Regions from separate parts of the Zea mays genome. Here regions 1, 2 and 4 are each linked to region 3. Evidence: chromatin contacts called from public Hi-C data. All regions are on one chromosome and are shown on one strand. Each heading gives the region's core, a stretch centred on a gene start, on an enhancer-like site or on the middle of the called end of the contact. The rest is flanking DNA. Distances are from core to core; before and after follow the strand shown. Region 1 holds the start of LOC100279241. Region 2 holds the start of LOC103649801 (leucine-rich repeat extensin-like protein 2). Region 3 holds the start of LOC100283774 (vacuolar sorting protein 4b). Region 4 holds the start of LOC100194164 (DUF789 family protein).

The links. Hi-C and Micro-C count contacts between places; a contact is called where the count stands out from the background.
Region 1: a Hi-C map of leaf shows a contact between it and region 3, with 3 times the contacts expected there. The contact joins the promoter of LOC100279241 here to the promoter of LOC100283774 in region 3. A contact is called at or near these places in 5 of 25 Hi-C or Micro-C datasets (bundle sheath, ear, leaf and 1 more).
Region 2: a contact with region 3 is called in a Hi-C map of leaf, with 6 times the contacts expected there. The contact joins the promoter of LOC103649801 here to the promoter of LOC100283774 in region 3. A contact is called at or near these places in 2 of 25 Hi-C or Micro-C datasets (endosperm and leaf).
Region 4: a Hi-C map of tassel shows a contact between it and region 3, with 2.4 times the contacts expected there. The contact joins the promoter of LOC100194164 here to the promoter of LOC100283774 in region 3. A contact is called at or near these places in 2 of 25 Hi-C or Micro-C datasets (ear and tassel).

The regions. Positions count from the first base shown.
Region 1 is chr3:19,793,231-19,795,930 of Zm-B73-REFERENCE-NAM-5.0, reverse strand. It overlaps LOC100279241, which reads right to left and starts at 1,372. Exons shown (of 9, transcript NM_001152262.2): 1 at 1,177-1,372; 2 at 1-1,037. The coding sequence starts at 1,255.
Region 2 is chr3:19,956,142-19,958,841 of Zm-B73-REFERENCE-NAM-5.0, reverse strand. LOC103649801 (leucine-rich repeat extensin-like protein 2) reads right to left here and starts at 1,397. Exons shown (of 2, transcript XM_008675513.4): 1 at 1-1,397. The coding sequence starts at 1,110.
Region 3 is chr3:19,481,921-19,484,620 of Zm-B73-REFERENCE-NAM-5.0, reverse strand. It overlaps LOC100283774 (vacuolar sorting protein 4b), which reads right to left and starts at 1,276. Exons shown (of 8, transcript NM_001412581.1): 1 at 571-1,276. The coding sequence starts at 1,048.
Region 4 is chr3:19,979,694-19,982,393 of Zm-B73-REFERENCE-NAM-5.0, reverse strand. LOC100194164 (DUF789 family protein) reads left to right here and starts at 1,320. Exons shown (of 5, transcript NM_001139214.1): 1 at 1,320-1,551; 2 at 2,004-2,230. The coding sequence starts at 1,432.

The sequences.
Region 1 (2,700 bases), core at 123-2,622, 310 kb before region 3:
CACCATCGCATAATTCTCAAGGCCGCACAGAATCGGCCGTCCCACCACTGGCACAAGCCTGACGCTCAACGTCGAGCTTGTCAGATTCTTGACAATGTAGGTCCACTTGAACGCCGTGAAGCCTCCGACCTGCTTGAAGATGTCGATCCTCGTGACGTTCTCCCCAGCCAGCACTACGTCGAACACCCTCTGGCCAGGTGAGCCGATCCCAGCATCGATCTCGGCGAAATGGAGCCAGACCATGTAGGACAGCCTCGTGTCGACCGGCATGAGGTACTCGATCTCATTGGCGGCGTCACCGCCCGTGGTGACCGCCGACTCGTACAGCTTGGTGGGGAAGTAGTTGGGCGGCTGGTTGCTGCCAAAGACCTTCCTCCCGCCCGCAGTGATGGCGTCGTAGCTGAGGTCGTTGTTCCGGAAATCGACGTCCGCCTGCCACACCCGCGAGAAGGCGTCGGCGTCCCTGGTGAATCCGGGGCCGAAGAGGCTGTTCCCGCAGGTGACGCGGCCGTAGTTGACGAGGACGAGGTCGGCGCCGGTGGTGGCGCCGTCGTAGGCGAGCGGGTGGACGGGGGAGACCTCGATGGAGGCGACGGCGGGCGCGTCGGTGGAGAGCGAGTAGAAGCAGAGGTCGGAGGCGGGCTCGGTGGCGGAGGGGAAGATGAGGTCGGAGTAGGCCCCGTAGCGCGCGGCGGGCTCGGGCCAGGGCGAGCGGAAGGAGAGCACGAGCGTGGCGGCGGCGGAGACGTCGAAGGAGGGCGTGCGCAGCTTGGAGTCGTAGTTGTCGTAGACGGAGAAGAGGCGGAGGTAGTAGCGGCCGGGGGGAAGCGGGAGCGAGTAGCAGGAGGACTTGCCGGCCGAGGAGGGCGGGAAGAAGCGGAGCGTGCGCTCCTGCGGCTGCGGGAAGCGGTGCGGCTCCGCCACCATGCCGGCGGCCCCGCCCGCGGAGAAGAACCGGTCGGCGAGCCACCGGCGCCCCAAGGCCGAGGTGAAGTCCGCCGCGCCGCCGCAGTCGATGTTGTAGCTGTGGTTCGCCGCTGCGCCCGGCCCGGGGAGAGACGGAGGAGACCACACGGCGTTAGCACTCGCTCGCGCCGTCTGCATTGCAGCCGCGAATCGAACGAAAAAACTTGTATTATGTAAGGGGGAGGAGGGGCCGAGCTAGGGAGCGCCTACCGCCGGAGAGGAAGGGGTCGTCGGAGGCGCGGGCGCCGGCGCCGGCGAGGAGGAGCAGGAGGAGCGGGAGCAGCCGCATTGGGGGAGGGATCCCCTGTCGTAGCGACGAGGATTTTAGGGGGGTTGCGGGGGTAGAGAAATTTCTTCGCTGCGGTGGAGTGGGGAAGCTTGGAGACTTTAGAGTGGCGGATGGAGGTGGTGGAGGAATAGTGGTGGGGAAGGGAAGGGGACAAGGTGAAGCGGGGGGAAGAACGCTGGAACCTGATGGCGTACGCCGTACCCGTACGATGATCCGTGATCGGACGGCCGTGCGGGATCGGGGAAGGAATCGGGCGCGGCGGAAGCGGACAGACAGGGAGGCGATGCGGTGACATTGAAGAACCATGGGTGTCGCGAATCTGAGCCAGCTTTTTTTGATGCGCTAATCAGCCCGCTCGCTCTCCCTTGTCGATCCTCTCCTCCCGTCCCCGGTCTCAGCTCTCTGGCTGGATCAGGATCAAGTGTAATCAGCCAGCTTTTTGCATTGCTTTGCATGCATGGAGAGCTCACGTGAGCTGGTGAGCAGAGTGCTGTAAAAATAAAAAAATAAAAACAAGAAAATACCAAGCGGAAGCGGAGGTGGTGAAGAATCACTGCCATCAGCATCTTTCACCGTATAATAACAGCTGGGCTTGCGGTTGCGGTGGATGTGGGTGGGGGACAGAGCGATTAGCCGAAATAATTGGAGCGGCGACGGACACACGAGGGATTTGGCCCACGCAACGCAACGCAACGCAAGTAGATCTCGACGTCGGCCGTGTCACGAGAACCACAAACCACCGGTCCACAACCGTGACGCCCGCACCCAAACAGTCAAAAAACACAGTAGTGTCCGTGGTTGGCACTTGGCAGTCATAGTCATAGACTCATAGTAATAACCCAGCAGCCGAAGCAGAGCAGCGGCTGGCGCGTTACTACTGCTTTCTTTTGCCCTCTCGGACCGTTCGCCTTCGCCGCGTCCGAGAATTAGCCGCGACGTGCGCAGTGATGCGGGGGAGATGTTCTTGTTCGTGCCGCGCGTCAAGCGTCAACCAAACCAACCCCACCGGCCACCAGTCTCATTTAGTCTCTAAGGATTAAAGTAGGAAGTAAATTGTTTTAGTCTCTAGTCCTTGAGAAGTGACTAAAAGAAACTAGATCATATAAATTCTACTTTTACCCCTATATTATTTCAGTTGCACTAACTGTGGAAGAATGTTTAAGAATATTTTAATCATCTTATGGTTCATTTAATATGTTTTGAGTACTTTTAGTCCCTATAACTACAAAATATAGAGACTAAATTTTAATCTCTTAACTAAACTTTAGCCTCAAACTAAACGAATCAAACGGGGCTTACTAGCTTAAGCCTTCACTCAAGTGTGCCCACTTCTTTCTCCCAAGTCTGACTTCAGGGCGTCACACCGAGCAAATTGTGTCCTAGAGGACTTCGCCGACCCGTGACGTGCATTCATGCCAACGTCGTCTATATCAATCCTCTATATT
Region 2 (2,700 bases), core at 148-2,647, 470 kb before region 3:
CCGACCTCCGCCACCACCGTGATCGGACTTATCATCGTCAGAGAACATTCGGCTGGACGCCTCAGATGGCGACATGCCGGTCATAGCAGGGATCGGCACCTGCTGTTGAGCTTGTATATACATGGGCAGCTGCTGCTCGGAGATTCCCATCTGCGCGAAGTGGTCCTCGACGGCGGTAGGTTGCATGATGCGGGCGTCCGACGGGCGGTCCTCCGGCCGCACGCGTATAGGCGGAAGATTCGATAGCGACGGGGCCGAGGAGGTAGACCCGAACGAGGAGTTCTTATCCAGCATCGGCGAGTCTGGCACGGACTGGACGTCGTGCGGGTGCCTCCCGGTACCGACGGCGGCAGCGGCGGCGCCCGCCTGGAGCTTCGGCTGGCTGGCGCGCTGGTCCTCCGTGGGAGCCGAGTTGGTTACTCCGCTACGGGAGTGCACGGAGGAGTCGTCCTCGAGGCCGAGAAGGCAGTTGACGGAGGCTGAATCGGTGGAGATTCCCCTCGGGATACCGTCGAGGGAGCCGGAGATGGCGCTGTTGAGGGCGTCGACGAACCAGTTCTCGGACTTTGAAGAGTCGTCGAGCAGGGAGCCGAGCGAGGACGAGGACTCGGGCTTGGCGGGGAAGAGGAAGAGGCGGATCCGGGAGGTGCGCGAGGTTCCTCCGCCGGAGGAGGTCGCAGCGATGCGGTCGTACTCGTCGACGAGGTTGTCGAGGTCCTCGTCCGTAGAGACGGAGATGAGGGAGTCCAGGTCCTCGTTGGGTAGCTGATACTTGAGCGTGAAGGGGCGGCCGCCCAGCAGCGACCGCGAGAGGCGCGCGTGGACATCGGCGAGCGAAGCGTGCCGGTCCACGGCCACGATCCTGGTCTCCCCGCCAAGGTAGCAGAGCGACTTATCGGTCGGGCGCGGGACGATCCGTCCCCCGAAGCTGCACATCAGGCGGAGCCGGCCCCCACCGCCGGCAGCAGCGGCCGCCGCCGCCGCGGAGGACGGGAAAGGCTCGTCCCACGAATCCCCACCCCGGCTGCGTGGAGAAGACTCCGTGGACTCGGGGTACCCGGGCCCAGGCCCCCCCACGCCGGCGGCCGTCGCCGACGGCAGCGGCTCCATGAGGAAGCGAACGGGCGAGGAAGGGGGGTGGTTTGCTGCTCTGGCTACGCTTGTCTCCTCCGTGGGTTTCTGGGTGGGGATTTTATTTAGATTTTGGGGAAAGCAGAATATATGAGGGAGAAAGCAGATGGGAACCGAGGAAAAAGGAAGGACGAGGGGACGAGTCGTGGGGACCGCGCCTGGAAATGTCGATTGTTTACGGAAGGCAGTTTTGCGGCCTGTGATCTAGGCGCACTGCCCCTTCCGGCCTTCCCCCTCTCGCGGCGGCGGCGGCGCCGCTTCCTTCTCGTTTGCTTTTTTATCTCTCATGTTTGTAAGGCTTTATTAGCCGAGTGTCCGTGCATTGCAACCAAAATATATAATATATATGTTATATCGTTATAAGAAAATATTTCATAATTAATTTGTAATTTGGTCATATATAAATTTTGTTATTTAATCTATCTGTTTCACCACTATATTGCAAACATCAGTATCATGTAAACTTCGATATATGTCACGATTTGCATGGTCTCATCATTGGAGAGTACGTTCCACACATGTTGGAAGAAATTCCCTCATACATCGTTAGTCATCAGATACGTATCACCATACGCTTTTGCTTAAACAAAAAGGCAAGTGTGTGTTTGCGAAGAGAATTAAAGACAAGCCGGCACAAAAGCTACCCCAACGATGGCGAGGATGACGAACTGGTCATTATTGTCGGTCCTTCTCTGCGTCACCTCCGGCACCAAGATGACGTCACAGTCCTCGATATAGTAGTCGTCGAACGCGCACGACAACTGAGTACTAATGACTCTTGGCTGGGCTGTAAAACGAAGTGCACCTCGGGTGCGCTACTCCTCTACATACATCATGTTCGAGGACACTCACACAACGTCAACAACGGCCATCGTCCCAGCGTACAAGAATTCATGGCCGGTCAGTACTTACGTGCAGGTTGGGCTTCAGGTGGATGATGAGCTGGACGACGTGATGACGTCGTCGTCAAATGCGGTACCCAGAACAACCCGAGAGTCATCGACGTTGGCGACGACCATGAGGTCCCTTGCTTGACGATGGACAGCGCAGAGCAGCCGCTCTGCACCGCGTCCAAGCGGCGGTTGCGCCGGAGCTTGTCGTACATAGCAGCACATGCGGCCGCGTAGGACTGTTTCTAGAGGTCGAACCGACAGTCGCCAAGTTTCTTCTCGTCGTCGATGAGCGACCCCAGCGCGAGTGCCTCCTGCTAATGGTGTTTGTTCGGGATTTTCAAGTAAGAAACATGGATTCATGTTTGACGTTGGTTTATAAAAATGACTCATAAGTCAGATCCATGTAAAAAAATATTACGAAGAATAAATGTCACGCATGCAAAAAAGCAATTTAAGTTGAAAACATTATTCAAACAAAAGAAATTGCATGCAAGGCTCTTATTTAAATACTACTCTCTCCATCCAAAAATATAATTCAAGAATCTCGATGATACTTATCTACTATTACGCATTGTGCAAGGATAGCAGGTGGGCTTGGGGACAGATGTAGTAGATGTGTTTCTTGTTATAGATGTAGACATAACCACACATGTAGTGTAGCGGAAGCTACTGCTGG
Region 3 (2,700 bases), core at 27-2,526:
AATATATTCTCTCAAATAATTTACATTAATCCACATAGAATCTAGTTTTTATTATTCAATCATGTATGTCTTCCGAAAACTATACCTCTTTAACCGTAACTCTGAATTTAGTAGTTCTCAAACCCACGTTCTTGTAGCATCGCGTAGAATGTTTTTACGTTGTTTGTTCTCATGTTTGGTGTACTGTTAATTTATTTGATATTATGTGTATGTTATTTAACACTCAGCGATGCTCTAGAGGAAGATTGAGAAGAAAAATCATGTAAGTTGTCAAACATATGGTCCCTAGAAGTGGTCTTGTCCAACAATATAAATCATCATCTAGAAAATGGAAGTTATCAATCAACCAAATATTCAATAATCACTATCGACCAAAACAATGGTATTCACTACTTAACAGTAACAATGGATAATTGTATCAACCCTAGCTCACTCCATCCAATTTGATAAATATAATAAAGATCTGCAAAGCCTTTTGTGACCCCATATCAATTTCAATCGCCAAACTTTTATCAGGATCAAAGCTTAATAAAGGGGGAAAAGATAACGCTTTTAGGTACCGTCGCTCACCCGTGAAGAACTGCGGGAACTTGACGGGCAATATAACGGCCTCCTGCAGTGCCTGCTTGGCGCTCTCGAGGCCGGCAACGTCGTTCCACTTAATGTTGGGCTTCTCGGTGATGATGGCGGAGTTGAGCCCCGCCCTCAGCTTGGACTGCTCGGAGTCATCCCCTCCGTTGCCTCCGTCCCCGTCCTTGCCCTTGGTCTTGGGGCGCGTGGCGACAGCTGCGTCGCCACCGTTGGCCCCAGGCCCTGCGCCGCCCTCATCGAGGACCGCCCGGATCTCCTCGGCGCGGCGGAGGTACTCGGTGAACTTGGCGGTGATGGCCTCCTTGATCTTGGGGTTCTTCTCGTACTTGAGGTGGGTTTTGAAGTACTCGAGCGCGTTCATGTAGAGAGGGAACGCCTTGACGTAGTTGCCGGCATTGTCCTCCTGGACCGCCTGCTTGACGTACTCGATCGCCTGCTCCTTGAAGTTGCTATACATCGGGGGAGGCCCGGAGGCGCCGCCTCTGCGGCGGGCACCCGCGGATCGGAGGGGGGATCGGCCGGATTAGGCACCTCGACGGCTGATTCGGGAGAGGAGCGAGGAGGCGGCGGGCGGTTGCTTTTTGTGCTGGGGTTTGACGCGGGGAGGAGAAGACGGGGTGCGCAGGAGGGAAAGGGGAACAGAGACGAGCCGAGGAGGGAGGAGGGGAAAGGAAAAGATGGGAAGGGAGAAGCGTGTTTTTGGCTGCGATTTTTATTTTTTATTGGGTTTGTTAGCATTACGAAGAAAATAGAAAGCTGTTGACGAATGACGATTTTGACTTAGGTCCTTCTGTTTTTTGGTTTTCTAAAAACACCTACAAAATAGTGCTCAAAAATAAAATATTGTATTATTTAAATTATTTAGGGCACTAAAAATAAATTAATCTCCAATAATTAATCCCTATATCATATAATTTAGTAAGTAAACAATATTATTAGAAAATAAAATATTAAAAATGATATAAAAACAAGGATATGACACTAATATAGGGTGTGATATATATGTAGATCACTTCATAGTGTGTTCTATATTTTTTATAAATATTTATAAAATATAAAATTATTGGAGCTATTTTTATAAGTTGAGATATATATTTTAAGATAGAGCATTTAAGGCGTGGTTGGAGATGCCCTACCCGTTTGGATATGATGTTGAACACTAAATAGAAGTATTAAATATAATTTAATTATAGAACTAATTACATAGATAAAGATTAAACAGTAAGACAAATCTATTAAACTTAATTAGTCCATGATTCATTCATGTGATGCTGCAGTAAGTATTTGTTAATTATAAATTAATTAGACTTAATAAATTTGTCTCATCATTTAGTCTTCAATTGTATATTAGTTTTGTAATTAGACTATACTGATGATTAACGTTCAACCATTTAATATGGCACTCACTACTAAACTTTAGGGTTATTTGGTTCTCCTGACTATAATTTAGTTTGTGTCATATCAAATGTTTAAATATTAGTTACGAATATTAAATATAGTCTAATTACAAAAATATCAAACATTTGTAAACTAATCAGTCAGACAAAATTGTTAAGCTTAATCAGTCTATAGTTAGCAAAAGTTTATTGTAGCATCACATGGACGGGTCGAACTAGGCTTAATATGCTTGTCTTATCGTTTATTCTGCATATTTATAATTTGTTTTGTAATTAGTTAATATTTAATGTTTCATATTTAGTGTTTCATCAACTCCAACAACGTCGTGTATGAAGCATGTATAACACTATTTTGTATTGTAGATGAATTGCTTGCAGAGAGGAGTTTAAAATAGTGAGTGAGATAAGGAGTGAAATAGAAAATTTGTTGGAGATAGTATAATATCCAAGTATTTGATGTGACACAGACCAAAAAATAGTTGATGGATCCAAATATTTACTTAGAGCTTATTTGAAAGCAAGGATAATGTAGGGGATTCGGAGGGCTAGAATTCTCCACTATTCAATTTTAAATAGTGAGTGATTTTAATCCTCTCAATCCTCTCTATTTCATCTGCTCCTAAACAATTTCCTTATTAAAATTTAGTTCGTATCACATCAAATATTCAAATAGCAATCATGATTATCATTGGAACCAAACACTCCTAACATG
Region 4 (2,700 bases), core at 71-2,570, 500 kb before region 3:
AAATTGATATAAGATCACTCACAAGCAAGAGAGGACAGGACAGAGGAAGAACCAAATCGTGAAATAAAGATAGTGTCTTAGGGCTAAGTGCGCTAGGGCCTAGGAGTTTACGGAAGGTAGTGTGTATGGATGGACGTCGGTTGCCAAATTAAATGGGTAGTGGGTCTTACCCGCGGGCGAAAGGTTATGCCCAAACAATACCCGTGGGCAAGAACTCTTACCCGTCGGTGGGATTCTGTACCCGTATCCATGCCCATCGGGTACGAAACCCGCGGATACCCGTGTCCGCGGGCAGAATTGCCATCCCTATCTGAAATTGAGCTAATTTGGTGACCAGTGAATTGGAGGGGATCCCTGGGAGGAATCCACTCGCTAAGGACTAGTGAGCGAGAAAACTGGAAGGGATTAGAGGGGCTATATTTCCCTTCTTATTCAAAAATGAATAAGAAGGGGAATCTAGCCCCTTCAATCCCCTCCAGTTTTATGGCTTCCAAACTAGTATTAAGCGAGTGGATTCCTCCTCATAGATCCTCTCCAATTCACTGTTAACCAAACCAACCCAAGAATAGTCTAACTAATTTCTATCAAATTTAAAAAGCATGTCAAGTGTACAATTTAACTCCAAACTGATACTTTATTATGAGAGCAGGGATCCTAATCAGCTGATGCACGTGGGTCCTCGTCCACACGCCGATTTCTTGTCTATAGCAAATCCTATAGTTTCCAAGCTTATCAAGAGAGTCCATGAATTATTCATTCGTTGCAACGATATCAAACGTTCGATATAATAAATTAGCATATCTTAACGACTGCCATGCACTTATTCTTGGAAAAATAAAGTCATTCCATAAATTGTTTACAAGCTTGTAATCTTATAGAGCAGTGGAGTGGAGACTGTGGAGTCATATTCAAGGGCAAACCGTCCAAACGCATATGTATTCTTTGATCTGACCAGAAAATCGCGGCGAGGGTGGTGGTGACAAAAGCGTGACAGCCACGGGTGGGCCCGGTGTTGGGCTCCCGCTTCCTACGTCACGGGCGCATAAACTAAGCCCACGGGCCACGGCCACGGAGCGCCACCGCCCATGTCCTGCTCCACCGCCCAGATTCAGGCAGGCCGGTGCAGGTGCGGTGCAGTGCAGTGCCATGCCAGCTCTATCCACGCCGTCCACGTACCCGCCCGGCTCGACACGCGCGGGTTTTTTTTTTCCGCTCCGGCTCCAGCTCCAGCCCCAGCCTCCAGCGCAGGCGCGCCACTTTGGGAAGCCACTGGCCTTATTAATAGCAAAGATTAGCTGTGTCAGCTCGTCATTGAACTGCTCTGGGACCGCCCTGTAACATCCACCAACTCGAGGAGGAGGAGGAGGAGAAGAGATCCCCCCACCTAGCCTCGGTTTCCAAGCGCCAGCAGAAGAAGAAGAGACAGGACACATGGCGGCAGGTTTCGGCCCGAGGTTCGCCGCCGGCGATGCTCCGGCGAGACGGTGTAACCTGGAGCGGTTCCTCGAGGCCACCACGCCCGTCGTTGCGTCCTCCAGCTGCTCGTCCAAGGTAATGGGAGATGATACGGTTTTTCACTTTGCCTGGCTTTCTTGATTCAACCTGTATGTTTTCTTGAGACCGATACGCCTTGGTGTGCGAGACAGTAATAGCCTCCTTTGCTTTCTAGTTGAAAAGATCGCGGAAACTATTTTTTGCCCCCACATCGTAAAGCAAAGAAATGTAGCGATCGAATAACAAAACAGAGTATTGCTAGTCTTTTTCTGTAACTCGTAGAAACACAACAAGATTTTAGGAAATTTGGCCCATACTTTGAGTGGTTTGAAAAAACTTCTGGACGGTTCTGAACCACATCTCCTGAACAGGGAGAGAGAGAGAGAGAGAGAGAGAGAGAGAGAGAGAGAGAGGTTTCGTTTCCAGCTTCTGTTGTGAATTTCAGACTGTCCGTGCCATTCCAATTCTCTGATGCTGCGTCTGGTTTGGAACCTCGTGTGTCGTTACAGGAGACCGCGAACGGTTGGGGGCAGCGGCAGTCAGACGACGCAGACGGCTCGTCGCCGTTCTTCGCTCTGGGCGACCTCTGGGACTCGTTCAAGGAGTGCAGCGCGTACGGCACCGCTGTGCCCCTTGCTCTGAACGGCTGCAGCGACGGCGTCGTTCAGTACTACGTCCCCTACCTGTCTGCAATCCAGCTTTACGGAGCCCTCAGAAGGCACATCGGCCCTTCGAGGTAATACACTTTTTTTTATTTTTTGCTTGTTGTTAAGATTCCCCCGTGTTCCATTTCGCACGGCACGAACCTGACCTCTCGTTGCAAACATGTTCTGATGAACGGAAGGTAAGCTGCAAGTAGTTGGTAGAGCTATTCTTAGACTAAGGGGGTGTTTGGTTACCCCAAACTAAAATTTAGCCCCTGTCCCATCGAATGTTTGAACCTCCGTTCCGGGTATTAAATATAGTCGGATTATAAAACTAATTTGTCAGCCGAAGATTAAAAGACGAGACGAATCTAGTCCAGTTGGTTGCGTCTATATTTCATACTCCTATTTAAAAGTCAAACGCTTGATGTGACCCGGGCTAAACTTTAGCAGGAGTAACCAAACACCCCCTAAGTTTAGAGTCATTTTTTTTTGAAGAAGCAGTTCAGAGTCAATTCAATAGGCTGAACGTGGTGAACAGTGCGTTTAAGTCATAATCTAG